Regions from separate parts of the Cyprinus carpio genome. Here region 2 is linked to region 1. The links are chromatin contacts, called in public Hi-C maps. All regions are on one chromosome and are shown on one strand. Each heading gives the region's core, a stretch centred on a gene start, on an enhancer-like site or on the middle of the called end of the contact. The rest is flanking DNA. Distances are from core to core; before and after follow the strand shown. Region 1 holds the start of LOC109094501 (protein rapunzel-like). Region 2 has its middle 9.9 kb from the start of tmem176l.3a.

Region 1 (6,773 bases), core at 2,841-5,340:
CAGAGTTGGAAGCCACATGATCAATAGCTCTAACCAGGACAGAAGCCTCAACCGCTAATGAATACAGGCTGAGCCATGCATTTCCATTCAGACTCTGAAACAGGAGCATGAACAACTGCTTCAAAAACTGCAAATCTTCCACCTTGTATTTTTAATAAGATGCTGGCCACCTTCCTAAGGGAAAATATGGATGAAATAATGGTTCTTTTTACTTTGGAAAAAAAAAAATATATATATATTTCTAATCTTTATGTAATTTTTCAGAATGATGTTTTTTTGAGAGAGGATTGATTTGGTAATGTCACTGGCAGTTTGTAGGCAAGAAAATGCCCTTTTTAAACCATTAACAATTTTTGTAAACCTATCAGATATGTTTTATTTATTTGTATGTTTGCACCTGTCTGGATTTCCCACATTGAACTATTTAAAATAAAAGAGGTTTATACTGTCATAAATCAAAAATTTATTGACATGTAAAGAGGACAGTCATGCTGGATTATGTGTGTAGGGTTCAAAGGTCATCACCCGTGGTAGTTTGGTTGTAAGGTCACAGAATGGTTATAAATGGCTTTTATAGATCTTACATCAGAGGGTCATAATAGGCCTCTAATAATGGTTTATTCTATATTATTATAATTCCCTGTGGTTTTCAGTATAGCTTCAAACAGTATGCAATTACAATCAGATTTTTAGCATGAAATCACAATAGAAACACATACAATGGGATACAAGAACACAATGGAAACTGATCCTCCCTCCTGAGTGTCAAATGATGGATTGTTCCTTTACTCGGCACCTCAGTGATTTTAATGACTGGATCCAGAGAGCTGATCACAGCATTTCAGAGCTTACTGGCTTTATATTAACAAAGTGAAACATTACTCACCACGTTTCTGCAGCCCTTGGCCAGAAAATGCTGACTTGTGTACAAAAACAGTAATTTAATTAAATGTGGCTTTGGGTGGTATATCATAGCAATGGGTGTCATATATTGAAACTATTTCTTGCAAACATTTGCAAAGGTCCTTGTTTTACTTTTACTGAAAGCTCAGTTTGTATGGGTTGCTGAGACAAGACAGGTGGACTGAGATGTGTTCATCGCCTCTTTTCATGGTATGTAGGTCATTCTCACAAAGGCCAACTTGCCAGTCCTGGCACCAGTAAAATACAGTGTACTTGGTCCAGAAGCCATTTGTCCTACTTTTAACATTTTACTAAACATTTATTTATTCATGATATTGTTTAAAGCAGTGGTTCTCAACCCTTTTGTCTTCAAGTCCCCCCACAACAACATTAGAAAGCGTCTAAACCTTTCCTGTTGTTTGAAATTTTCTGGATAAGGATTGACTAAAAAATATTTTTACTCCATTTCTACATGTATATTTTATCCCATTTTAAGAGTTACAATTTTATGCCATTTTCAGAGTCCCATATCCGATATTTTATGCCAATTTCCATGAGTTTCCCAGGTGTAGAAACCATACTTTTTTAAAAATCCATTTTTTTCTGTGGAAATACTGGTCCTTTAATGAAAAACAACAACAACAACAAACAAACAAAAAACAGCTGTTGATTTTTAATTATTTGAACTTATTTAATGCTTGTTTTGTCTTACTGTAGATCATTTAAAATCTTTTTTTCAGGACCACTTGTAAGTTTGCTGAGGCTCTCTGGTTGAGAATCCCCGGGTGTAAGACATGATTTTAGACAGATACATTAAGCTTTGTAACATAAAATAATATTAACTGGGTATAATTGCTTATAAAAGCACATACACAGATGGCCTGGTTAGTTAAACTTTTGGTTAGTCTGAACAAGATCACTTTGGTTTTAGTTTAGAAAAAAAAATACAATAAATGCAATAACTATTTGTTAGAGACAGTAAGCTGACAATGAACACTGCCATATAAATACTGTTTTCAAGACATAGATCATGGATAAATACAGTAAAGTGCAAAAAACTGTGTGACTAACAATCCTGTTTAACCATTTAAATCTACTCTGAATGCACACACACATTCACGTTCTTATGTTTCTCCCAGTAGTGACATTCTTCAGGAAAACTCGACAGAGCAAAGCTGTCCTTGTGACGACTGATGGCATGAACCAGAAACCCAGCTAACTGCTTCTCCAGAAGCTCCACAACAGCTTTGGCGTCTCCCTTTCTCGCAGGGCCTTCCATCGTCTGTTTTACGCTCTCGTTGGGCACAGGCTGAGGGTTGCTGCTGAACGAGATCACCAGGTTGGTTTCGTTTCCTTGAGATACTTCAAAATAATTCTGTCCAGCCACGCACTGAAAGTTTTGTCCAGCTCTCAAGTTGCTAATTTTGCCCAAGTTACTAATGGCTCTGATGGACCAGCTCACCCAGTCGTACTTCTTCACCAGGAAGTCCAGCAGTTCCTGAGCCGTTTCCTGAAGGTTCCCATCTTCTTTCTCCTTCACAAGCCTCTTGATGTCCAGTTCAGCTTGCTCTGGAAACGAATCCACACATTTCTGTATCGTTTCCTTCATTTTCATCTCAATTTCTTGGATCTTCGTGCTCCACTCTTGAATCTTCTCCTGCTCTGATTCCTCACCCTGAGTAAGGAAACAATATCCCAGCAGAGTGATGATTCCCAAGCAGAGCAGCTCCTTCAGCCTGACGCAGAAGTCTTCCAGGACCCTTCTGTTTCTGGCCTCGTATTGTTCCACAACATCCAGGATTGGCTCCCCAAACATGCTGTTCCCCATCACGGCATCATAAAGCATGTAGAGATTCTTCTCTCCTCTTGTTTTGGGAAAATGCTGCAAGAACAAGCGTTTTCTGATCTCTTTGTACTCAGGTTTGGCCTCCAGAATGTCTATGTATTTTCTAAACTGGCTGCATATATTTTCCTCCACGGTGAAGAACTGAGAATCCAAACGTCCCTTTTTAATCTCACAGTTGATGTCCTCTATTTGAGATGAGAGGACATCCAATTTGCTCCTCACAACTAGAAACTGATCTTTGACATATGTGACCTCCTTGCTTTCCACGTTGTCCAAGACCAGCCTCAAAACTGGTGCAGAAGCTTCAAAAAGAGGACACAGCTCCCCAACAGTGCTGGCTAGCACCTCTGCTCCTCTCTCAAACATCTCCATTACGGCTTCAATGGCCTCCTTCTTCTGGGCTACAACCCGCTCTAATGGACTGGACATTTCTAAAAACAAACAATAATAATAATAATAATAAGATGCCTTAGTTTCTTGTAGTATTAAAATCAAAAATCACTTTACTCAATGGGTCAATTAAAGCTGCATAATATGAAATAAAAGTTGAAAAAGCAATTCAGTTGCTCAGAGGTTGTTCCTTCATAATCTCAGAATACTTTTTGCTTAAGAAAACTGAACGTCTCCATATGTTCTGTCTTCTCATTGTTGAGACTGAAGTTGTAAATAAATAATAATAAAAAACAATCAGAAAAGAAAATACAGGTGTGCGAGACAAAAAAGCTGAAGTGCATGCGATCTGATTTATTATAATAATATTTTTGATGTAAATAGCCTATGTAAGCCAATGTCATTATAAAACCTAAGTGATTACACGTGTTTCCATCACAGCCGAATGAAGCTGTCTTCACGTTGCTAATTTTACACGATAGCCAAGTGTGCCATCAGCATTTTCTTCCATTTTAAATTTGCATGCATGTTAATGAGAAAAATCGTGTTAAACCAAGTCCAGGCACATCTGAAATCTCTAAATAATCACATTCAGTACAGAAATAAAACGACTTGAGCTTAAAATCGTGTTGCGTAGATATGGCACCACTGAATGAGCCATCTTCTGTTCCGTAAAGGACACACCTCGAAAAGCGTTTTAAAGCGCAGTCTCCCTCTAAAGTGTCCTACATGTCCATCACAGCAATTTAACCCAGCAGAACATATTTCAAACAGGTTTCTCACGTCTAGCAGGTTGAAGAGCTGCTGTCCGGATTACCTGTCCGAAATGTAGGTTTCCCTCAGGTATTAGCTCGAGGAGGATATTTGTGATGATCTGATTCTGAGTGAGTCTGAAATGAACAGAGAAGCAGCGCGCGCGCACGCGCGACATAGAGGGAGTTGCGCGCTCTGAGAATGCGTTTTTGGTTTGGAAAGCCTTTGGCAATGGCCGGATAAATGTCTCATTTTTGACGTGCTTGGCTACACCTTGCGTTTTATTCATAATATGACAACAGACAGAAGTGTTCTGAACTGTATTTAGACAGAAATACCGCGTTGTGTTTGTTCATCAAGAAGAAAATTGCGCGCAATGCGTAACATGGAGCAGCTCCAGTGGATCACAAGAAACATGCGCAGCTATTTTCCACACAGGGATGGCAGGTATTTTACCCAATCCTAATGTATTTAAGTGCTTAATGAGTTTTATATTGTATTATGTTAGATTATATCAAAATAACAAATTATATGGCACCTTCATCCAGGGCCAAATCTTATTAATAGCTATTCTGTGCTTAATCTTCTTTTCTCTGAGCGTGTGCTGATGAAGGAGGGTCCAAATACATATATTATGAAATCATACGCGAATAAAAAGAAAGAGAAAAAAACGAAATCACATGCAACGTTGTTACGCATATATGCAAATCAAGTGGTGGATGTACATTTATTTTCTAACAATGCACAAATAAGCGTTTGAAAATAAGTCAGATAAGTCAGCGTGACCTTGTGTCTGAATGCGTCATGGACGGCTGACACAGCTGAACATGATGACTTATGCCCATGAGGCTCAGCAGAGGTGTTTGGATTTTAATGTTTTCAGCCTTATACCCTCCTGTTTAGTACGAAAGAAATTACTAATGAAAATATTATACCGGCCCATTATTTTACATCATATTCTGATTCTCATTATTTTATTGATGAGATCAGGGATGTTCATACATGGCAAAGTTGATATATTTCAGTTACTATAAAGTTTTGAGTCTAAAGTCTAATTCCCCCTCTTTTAATCACATAAACCCTCTTATATGAGGACATTTTTGTCAATTCTGTCACAATAATAATTTAATCAACATAATAAAACCAAACTGACAAATAGCCTACATTCAGCTGACCTGAAAGTGTATTTTTTTGTATAAACTGCTATAGGTTATCTATCTAGCTATTCCTCCCAATTCATTAATTACTCTAACCTTTTCCTCAAGTAAAATGCTAAACCATTGCTGTGTTCTTTTCCCTTTTGGCTCTTTCTTTATTTTTCTTGTGGACCATAACTCCTTCAGAAAAGCCTTAACATTTCTTTCTTTTTTTTTCTTTCAGAATCGTGTCCATATGATTGCCTCTCAGACTTGACATTAGAGTCTTTGCAAACGTTTCTGGCTGATGACGTGAAATGACGCAGAACAAGACTGAAGATCTGTCTTCAAAGGGTAAAGTAAAGCTTATTAATATTTAGGCTATGCTCTCTTAAATGAAATAGAAGTGTTTAATACAACAGGAAAATAAGGATAAAGTAATAATGTCTCGTCGTTTTTGACTTTCATTAAAAGTAAAAAAAAAAAAATCTAACAACACAATTTTTATTTTAGCATAGGCCTAGTAGATGTTTTACCAGGGTCTAATTTTTAAGAGGTTTTAAAATTAACTTAGGCTATGTCTGCTTTATTTGACGCATAGGAAAAAAAATACACAAAATTAATGAAATACTTTTAAAAATGCAATATAATATAATAGGCTCATATTACATACTGTTTTTACATATATTAAAACTAGTAGGTGCTATTCACACAATATGTATTAAGCAGTAACAGTATGCTTGTATTCATATTTTTAGGTCTAAATGCTAAGCTCAATTTATGGTCTTTTACTGCCATCTAGTGGCAGAAGAACATCTAACAAGAAAAGTCCCTACTGCTGCTGTAATTGGTTTACATCAACAATGTGTAAGCCTTTTGCGTATATTTATAATATAAATATATATTTAAATTAAAGCTTATATATATATATGTATGTACATATATATATATATATAATATATATATATATATATATATATATATATATATATATATATATATATATATACAGTACAGACCAAAAGTTTGGAAACATTACTATTTTTAATGTTTTTGAAAGAAGTTTCTTCTGCTCATCAAGCCTGCATTTATTTGATCAAAAATACAGAAAAAAACAGTAATATTGTGAAATATTATTTCAACTTAAAATAATAGTTTTCTATTTGAATACACTTAAAAAAAATAATTTATTCCTGTGATGCAAAGCTGAATTTTCAGCATCATTACTCCAGCCTTCAGTGTCACATGTAACATCCAGTCTATCACATGATCATTTAGAAATCATTCTAATATTCTGATTTATTATGAGTGTTGGAAACAGTTCTGCTGTCTAATATATTTGATGAATAAAAGGTTAAAAAGAACTGCATTTATTCAAAATAAATAAAAAAAATTCTAATAATATATATTCTAATAATATATTTTCTTTACTTTCACTTTTTATCAATTTAACACATCCTTGCTGAATAAAAGTATTGATTTTATTTAAAAAAAAAAGAAAGAAAAAAAATTACTGACCCCAAATTACTGACCAGTAGTGTATATTGTTATTACAAAATATTTATATTTTAAAAACATAGCTTCTTTTTATTTTTTTTTATTTTTTTTACTTTTTATTCATCAAAGTATCCTAAAAAGTATCACGTTCTGAAAAAAAATATTAAGCAGCAGAACTGTTTCCAACTTTGATAATGAATCATCATATTAGAATGATTTCTAAAGGATCATGTGATAATGATCCTAAA
Region 2 (6,773 bases), core at 1,442-3,941, 43 kb before region 1:
CAACTTTATTTGTGCACATTGAACATTTCTTAATATTAAGCCTAAAATGTGTTTTAATGTCACTATTGCTGAGGATTGTTTGATCATTGAATAATATCGGTCTTTAAATGCAAGATATTTAAAGTGTACCTGAAGTATTCAGAATATCTTTATTTGGACTTCAGCACTAGTTCTGCACAATTAAAGTGCATTAAGTACAAAGTGAGTTGTTCCAATTTAGCAGACTTTCAGAATACCAGTTTAGTATACCAAAAGTCAGGGAATTTTTATTAAGTACATAAATTTGCAAATGTATTTGTAGTATACTTAGCATGAAATTAATGTATTTCAAATACATTTTATATTTATTTTTCACTATATGGCTTATCTTTGCTTCTTGCACATTTACATTTGTTTCTTACATTATTATTTTTTGTACAAGGGATTGCACTGACTTTAGTTTTTTTGGTGACTAGCTGTATTGTTTTGTCTAAATAATGTCTAAATAAATGTCTAAATAAATCCTAATCTCCAACAACAGGTCTGTATGTATGATGATATGAAAATCTGACTTTTATGTCAAGAATCGTTGACCTGATATTCTTATTCTGTTCCACAGACTGCACAAGAGTAGATGAGCAAACACTCAATCTCCCTGAAAATTATGCCATTGACTGGATGAAAACTCTGGATGATAACAAGTTTATTTCCGACATCGCTATTCCTGGTACCCATGACAGCTTGGCCCTTCATGGAGGACCAGCAGCAAAATGTCAGGCATGGTCGCTAGTGGACCAGCTAAATGCCGGCATACGCTACTTTGACCTGAGAGTGTCTGGGGACGGTCTGAAAGTTGTGCATGGACCGATTTCCCAACATACAACATTCTCTGATGCTTTCAACACAATAAAGGAATTTTTATCTGACTTCAACGAAACAGTGCTGGTCAGACTTAAGCATAGCAGCAAATTTCCAGATCATGTTATATCCCAGCTTGAATATGAATCTAATAGTTGGGTAAGGAAAGACATACCAAGAATTAGAGACGTAAGAGGAAAGGTTGTTTTCGTTCAAAAAAATAGCTTTCATCTGGGTGTCCCTCTACATGAAACTGATCAACATGGTGACTATAAAGTAGGAAATGTGGAAAAAAAGAAAGATAAAATTACTGACCATCTGAAAGAGGCTATAGAAGCATGTAAAACTAATCATGTTGTTTTGAACTATTCAAGTGGCACAGGCTTTCCTTATTTAAGGGTAGACAACTCCCCAAAAAGTTTGGCAAAAGAAATCAACCTTTGGCTATATAATCATCTCAAAGACACTTATGAAAAAAAAATCGAGTCTTGTTTTGGGGTTATAGCCATGGACTTTCCAGGCTTTGATTTAATACAAATGGTCATCAATTTTAATAAACAGGTAGGCATATAAGTCTGTCATTTTTAATTTGTTAATTAAGTATACACTTTAGTGGGACAGAAGTGTGTATTTTCTGTTTTATTAATGACAAAGCATCACTGCCTTCTTGTCTATATTTATATATCTACTTTTTTCTGTTTTTTTTCTGGTTAGGATGCTTTTCCTTTTAACTTTTAAACCATGTAGTCTTGACAACAGCAGCTGAGTTGAATAAACCTGAAATTAGCATGATCTGCTCATAAGTGATTTTCTGAGTCATGTGAAATTCAGTTCAATCTATCATTTGGTTTATTTATTTGCTTGTTTATGTGATTTGATGGGATAATTAGAATGTGTGTATTTTCAATGTTAAAAATTCACAATTTTAATTTGTAATAATGTGAAATCTGGTAGTTTGCATTTATAGTTTAAAAGGGATAGTTCACCCAAAAATTTTGTCATCATTTACTCACCCTCATGTCGTATCAAACATGTATGAATTTCTGTCTTATGCTGAACATAAAAGAAGATATTTTGAAGAATGCTGGTAATCAAACATTGACGTCCATAGTATTTCTTTCTCTATGGAAGTCAGTGGGGACCAACAACTGTTTGGTTCTTCAAAATTTTTGTTACTGTTAAAAAACTCTTATTAAATTGTTACTTTTTCTTGTTTTTTATTAATATTTTTTAGGGACATGAAAATCAACGAACTTCTGTTTTAACCTAAATTAAGATAAGCGCCAATCTAATAATAATAATAATAATAATAATAATAATAATAATAATAATAATAATAATAATTAAAAATAAATAAAATAAATAAAGGGCCATAAATTATGTCTGAAGAGGTTTGCATGATTTTACCACCAGGTGGCATGTATCACATACAAGTCAGCTGCTGTCCCAAGTGTAAAAGTGTTTGTTGTTTCCTGTATTGTGCTTTTAATGTAACAGTAGATTAGAACACCTGAGTTCAGCATAAGCAAGAAGGATATCTATTTAACAACAGTGTCAGGAAAACAAAACTGCTCCGCCTTATGACAGAAAAACGAGTTGAAGAACCATTTTAAAGAACCGGTTCACAAAATCGATTCAGTGATTCCTTTGCGTCATCTCGCAATGCGGTGCGTCATCATCATCATGCTGCATTGCATAAGAACATAAATATAATTTGTATTCACAATGCTAAAAGAGGTTTATTTGTCTGTTAAAATAATATGCAGGAATCGTTCTTTACTTTTTAGGCAGACTGTCTGAAGGAGACGGTTTACGGTTCAATGAGTCACTGTTGTGAGAACCGCTCGAACCGATTCAGTCTGATTCGTGAATGAATCTTTGAATGCATTCTGTTTTTTTGTGAACTGGATCAGAAGATTCTTTGAAAATATCCGAATCAAACGAACGATTCATTAACTGACGCCGTTGTTTTGGGCCTATCATTGTTCTTTTCTGCTCCTAAAGTTTGACAATTTCCTGAAATCTGACTGAACTCTGGACTGTTAGTCACAGGGTACATTACGTCTGAGTTTTTTCTTAAAAGCCTTCTGAAATATGTAATACTGCAAAAGTATAAATTTGACGTCACTGGTAGATGTTTATACACAGATTTCTTTTTATTTTGGTGGAAAGGAAAACTTCCGCCATGTCAATAGTCAAATTTATTCTAGAATGTTTGGGAGGGATTTCTATTGAGATTGGGCCAAGTTGTCCCATTTGAATTCAAAAGTACTGTATATTTAATTACCCAAATTCTTCTTGTCTCTAGCAAATTGTCACATGTGCTTTTAATGTCAGAACTGAATATATATATATATATATATATATATATATATATATATATTATATATATATATATATATATATATATATATATATATATATGTATTGGACAAAGTAGTGGTTACCAATTTTATTTTGCAGTTGACAGAATTTTATCATATTTTAACAAAATATGTAGTGAAATATGTCTTTTTAACACAGTATTTTAAAAAGTGTCAGTAAATTGCATTGTGGCACTTTATTCTTAAAGGCTTATTGTGACAACATGCCCCCTGCTATGTCATCATTTGTTAACTGAACTGTGTCTTTTTGTCCTTGGCAATAGCAGTGTCAAGGCTTTTTGGCTTTGTTCTAAAGCTTGATTTAACGTCTTGATGTGTTTATATCGGTTGTGATCGACTAGAATGGTACTTTGCTTGTCTTTAGATGGGACGTTTGGCCTGTATCACCTGTCGGAAGGCTGAAGTCTGCAGCGTGTCTCTGACAGTGTCTCAAGGTGAGGGTTTGACGGTCATCGCCTCGAACCCAAAGAGCAGATGGCCCGTACTGTGTCAGATTCTGGGTTTTCTGTGCTGCAGTCCAGTCTGTTCTGTGTCTCAGAATATGAAAGGGAAGCTGACGAACATCCACACTGCTCTTGGGGTGAATTAAACAAATGTCTTTTTAATACTTCCATTAGAAAACTTCTGACATTTTAAGTTGATTTTTCATTTTTGAGGTGTATGAACAAATTATTTTATTTTATTATTTTTTTTATCCATAGACTATGCAGATAATAGTTGGAGTCATCAATATTGTGTTTGCGATTTTGCTTAACAGCTCTTGGATAAGGGGCAACCTTGCAGATTTCTGGATCGGTGGTGTGGTAAGAATTTGTCTTATTCTGCTTATTCTCATGTTTCTAAACCATTACATGTGTAATGAGTCTATAAATTAAATTTGTCAGTACCAGATATGTTTGAGAGGATGAGAAGAGAGAAATATACTGTAAAATGCATGTGCAAATACTTTTGAAGTGTCATCTCTTTGAAAAAAAATTGATTCAGTTACTCAAATGTCTAAAATGTGAGTGTACATCTCTTAATCATTTAAGAAAAAAAAGAAAGAGAAAATAGTACACACACATGTAGTAACTGTTTTTTTTTTTTTGCTAAATATTCATATTTGAAAGCCATAACTTTAAAAAAAAAAATAACTATATTAAGAAAAAGTAACATTTTATTATTGTAATGGTTTTATAAGTTTTTAATAAGATGGTTTTTTTTCTTCTTCTTTTATTTACACCACCTGAGCAAGAGGCACAAAAGCATCAAAATACAGTTTAAAAGCCTATTCATGTCATTGTTTGAATTGCATTTTCTTTTATTTATGAAGAGCATATATCCTGATAATAAATAAGTGTTCAGCTGTTGACTCATATATTGCTTTTATTGTTTGGGTGGCAGGTAGCGTTGAGGACTTTTTATTTATGTACTTTCATAGAATTTGATTTGCTAGTGTCTTATGTCATCAATGACAGATGTGATGCATTTTGATGATTTTGTTTAGGTTAAAATGAACATCTGATGGGTCACAAAACCTAATTTACACTTTTCATTTCAATGACTGTGTTTGGACGCACAGTTTTTTTTAATTGTTTTCTTTTTAGGTCCTTGTAGTTGGAATCGTGACTATTCTTGCAGCTAAGTTTCCCAGTCCTTTTCTGGTACGTACTAACACTTTTATCAGTGTTTTTGGAAGTTGTGGAACACTTTATCAGAGTTTTTGGAAGTTATGTTGAGCACACCAGTTTATATTGTTGTGTTTTACAGCTGGTCATCACAGTGGCAAGAAGGATGAAGATGCAAAGGTACTGTATCAGCAGCACTATTACAACAATCAATCAGTCAAACCCACTGAGATATAAAGCAACAAATACATACAGTACATACAACACCTCTCAATATAGTAGTGAGATGATTTCCTATGTTTATTCTTATCATCTGTTATCCTTAAACATTTGGTTACTGCTAGAAAATGAGGGGGCTGATTTTTGATATGAATGTCTTGAGTACTTGAGCACATAATTCCTTTTCATATATTATTTGTCTCAAAACTGCTTTTAGATGGAACAGGTTTTCACCCCAGTCTGACATTTAAAGCAATAGTTCACCCAGAAATTAGGTTATCCAAGATGTAGATGAGTTTGTTTCTTGATCAAAACAGATTTTTTAGAATTATAGAAACTTAGCATTACATTACTTGCTCACTAATGGATCCTCTGCAGTGAATGGGTGCCGTCGGAATGAAAGCCCAAACAGCAAATAAAAACATTACAATTATCCACACCACTCCAGTCCATCAGTTAATGTATTGGGAAGTGAAAAGCTGTATGTTTGTGAGAAACAAATCCACCATTAAAGCGTTTTAACTTTAAACCATTGCTTCTGGCCAAAATACAAGTAATTGTAAATTTCACCTAATCTGTTCCCATGAAGAAACAAACTTACTACATCTTGAATGGCCTTTGGGTGATTACATTTTAAGCAAATTGTCATTTTTTGGTGAACTATTCCTTGAATTCTAAGAACACAGTTCTACAATTAAAAATCTACCTTTATAGTACTGCACCTGAATGTAGTGAAAATATCTCAATCATTTCTCATTTTCAAGGACATTAAAAGACTTTTGCTTATGTAAATTTAAAGTATGTAAATTAATGAATTTAATATTATTGTCTTTTTTTGTATTTTTTTTTTGTTTCTATATGAGGTGTTTTTAAGATGGTTGGTTTTTATGTGATTGATTTTTATGAAAGTTATTTGTCTTTGCCAATGCTACAATACAATACAGAATTGTGTGTTAAACGTTATCAAAAGTAGGAAGTTCCACCATTAGCACTCAAATCTCAAAGTATTGAAACTGAAAAGCCATTTCGCAACATATACAATCTAATTTTCTAAATATGTGGTTATTTTTTCTCTTTCTGTCTAGTTGTGTGGTGTTACCTTGTGTATAGTGAATCCGTTTGCTACTACTTTTGACACTGACAAGATTAATATGCCAAAATAAATAAATAAATACATTTTGATTGTAAAATCACAGTACTTTATATATAGCATCACAAAATAAACTGACATTTATTTTGCTGTAATGACCGTCTGACTGTCCTTCTTATAACAAAACTTAATAAAGACAAAAAAAAATCTTGATCTGAGTTGAAATTATTTTTGTGACACGATTCAAGAGGAATGAAACTGTAAACTAGCTCATTTACCCGTGCTTCCTCCTGCACTCATTAGTTACTGTTAGTGGGATCTCAGTTGTCTTGATCAGGAACAAACATATTAAGTAGCTGTTTTTAGATTTCATATACCGCAGGTATGTCTGTGGTCGAGCTTCAGTGGGATTACAGTAATGCTGAATCACTGGGTGCCACTTTTGTTCCTTGCAGGAGATTCAGTAATTTAAAGCAGCTGAAACTGTCAGCAAGAGTCAGAGCTTCAAATTATAGTATTATCATATGCATACAAAGACATTTATCCTCACTGTGACATAGTTTCCGTGTTTAGTTCATTCACAGCTGTCTGATACTTCAACGCTATCTCATGCCAATTCGTACATATTTTACGAGG

The links. Hi-C and Micro-C count contacts between places; a contact is called where the count stands out from the background.
Region 2: a contact with region 1 is called in a Hi-C map of liver, with 2.8 times the contacts expected there. The contact joins the enhancer-like site here to the promoter of LOC109094501 in region 1. A contact is called at or near these places in 3 of 8 Hi-C or Micro-C datasets (liver and red blood cells).

Annotation. Positions count from the first base shown.
Region 1 is chrA16:19,439,139-19,445,911 of ASM1834038v1, reverse strand. LOC109094501 (protein rapunzel-like) reads right to left here and starts at 4,090. Exons shown (of 2, transcript XM_042773162.1): 1 at 3,957-4,090; 2 at 915-3,180. The coding sequence starts at 3,178. The coding sequence ends at 1,997. LOC122148041 (a long non-coding RNA gene) reads left to right here and starts at 3,917. Exons shown (of 4, transcript XR_006162034.1): 1 at 3,917-4,339; 2 at 5,273-5,382.
Region 2 is chrA16:19,481,164-19,487,936 of ASM1834038v1, reverse strand. It overlaps the pseudogene LOC109105457. Among protein-coding and RNA genes, the nearest start is that of tmem176l.3a, 9.9 kb to the left of the region's middle. Within about 2 kb of position 2,691, at least 1 of the 8 cell types and tissues checked has an H3K27ac peak or open chromatin away from gene starts, as enhancers often do.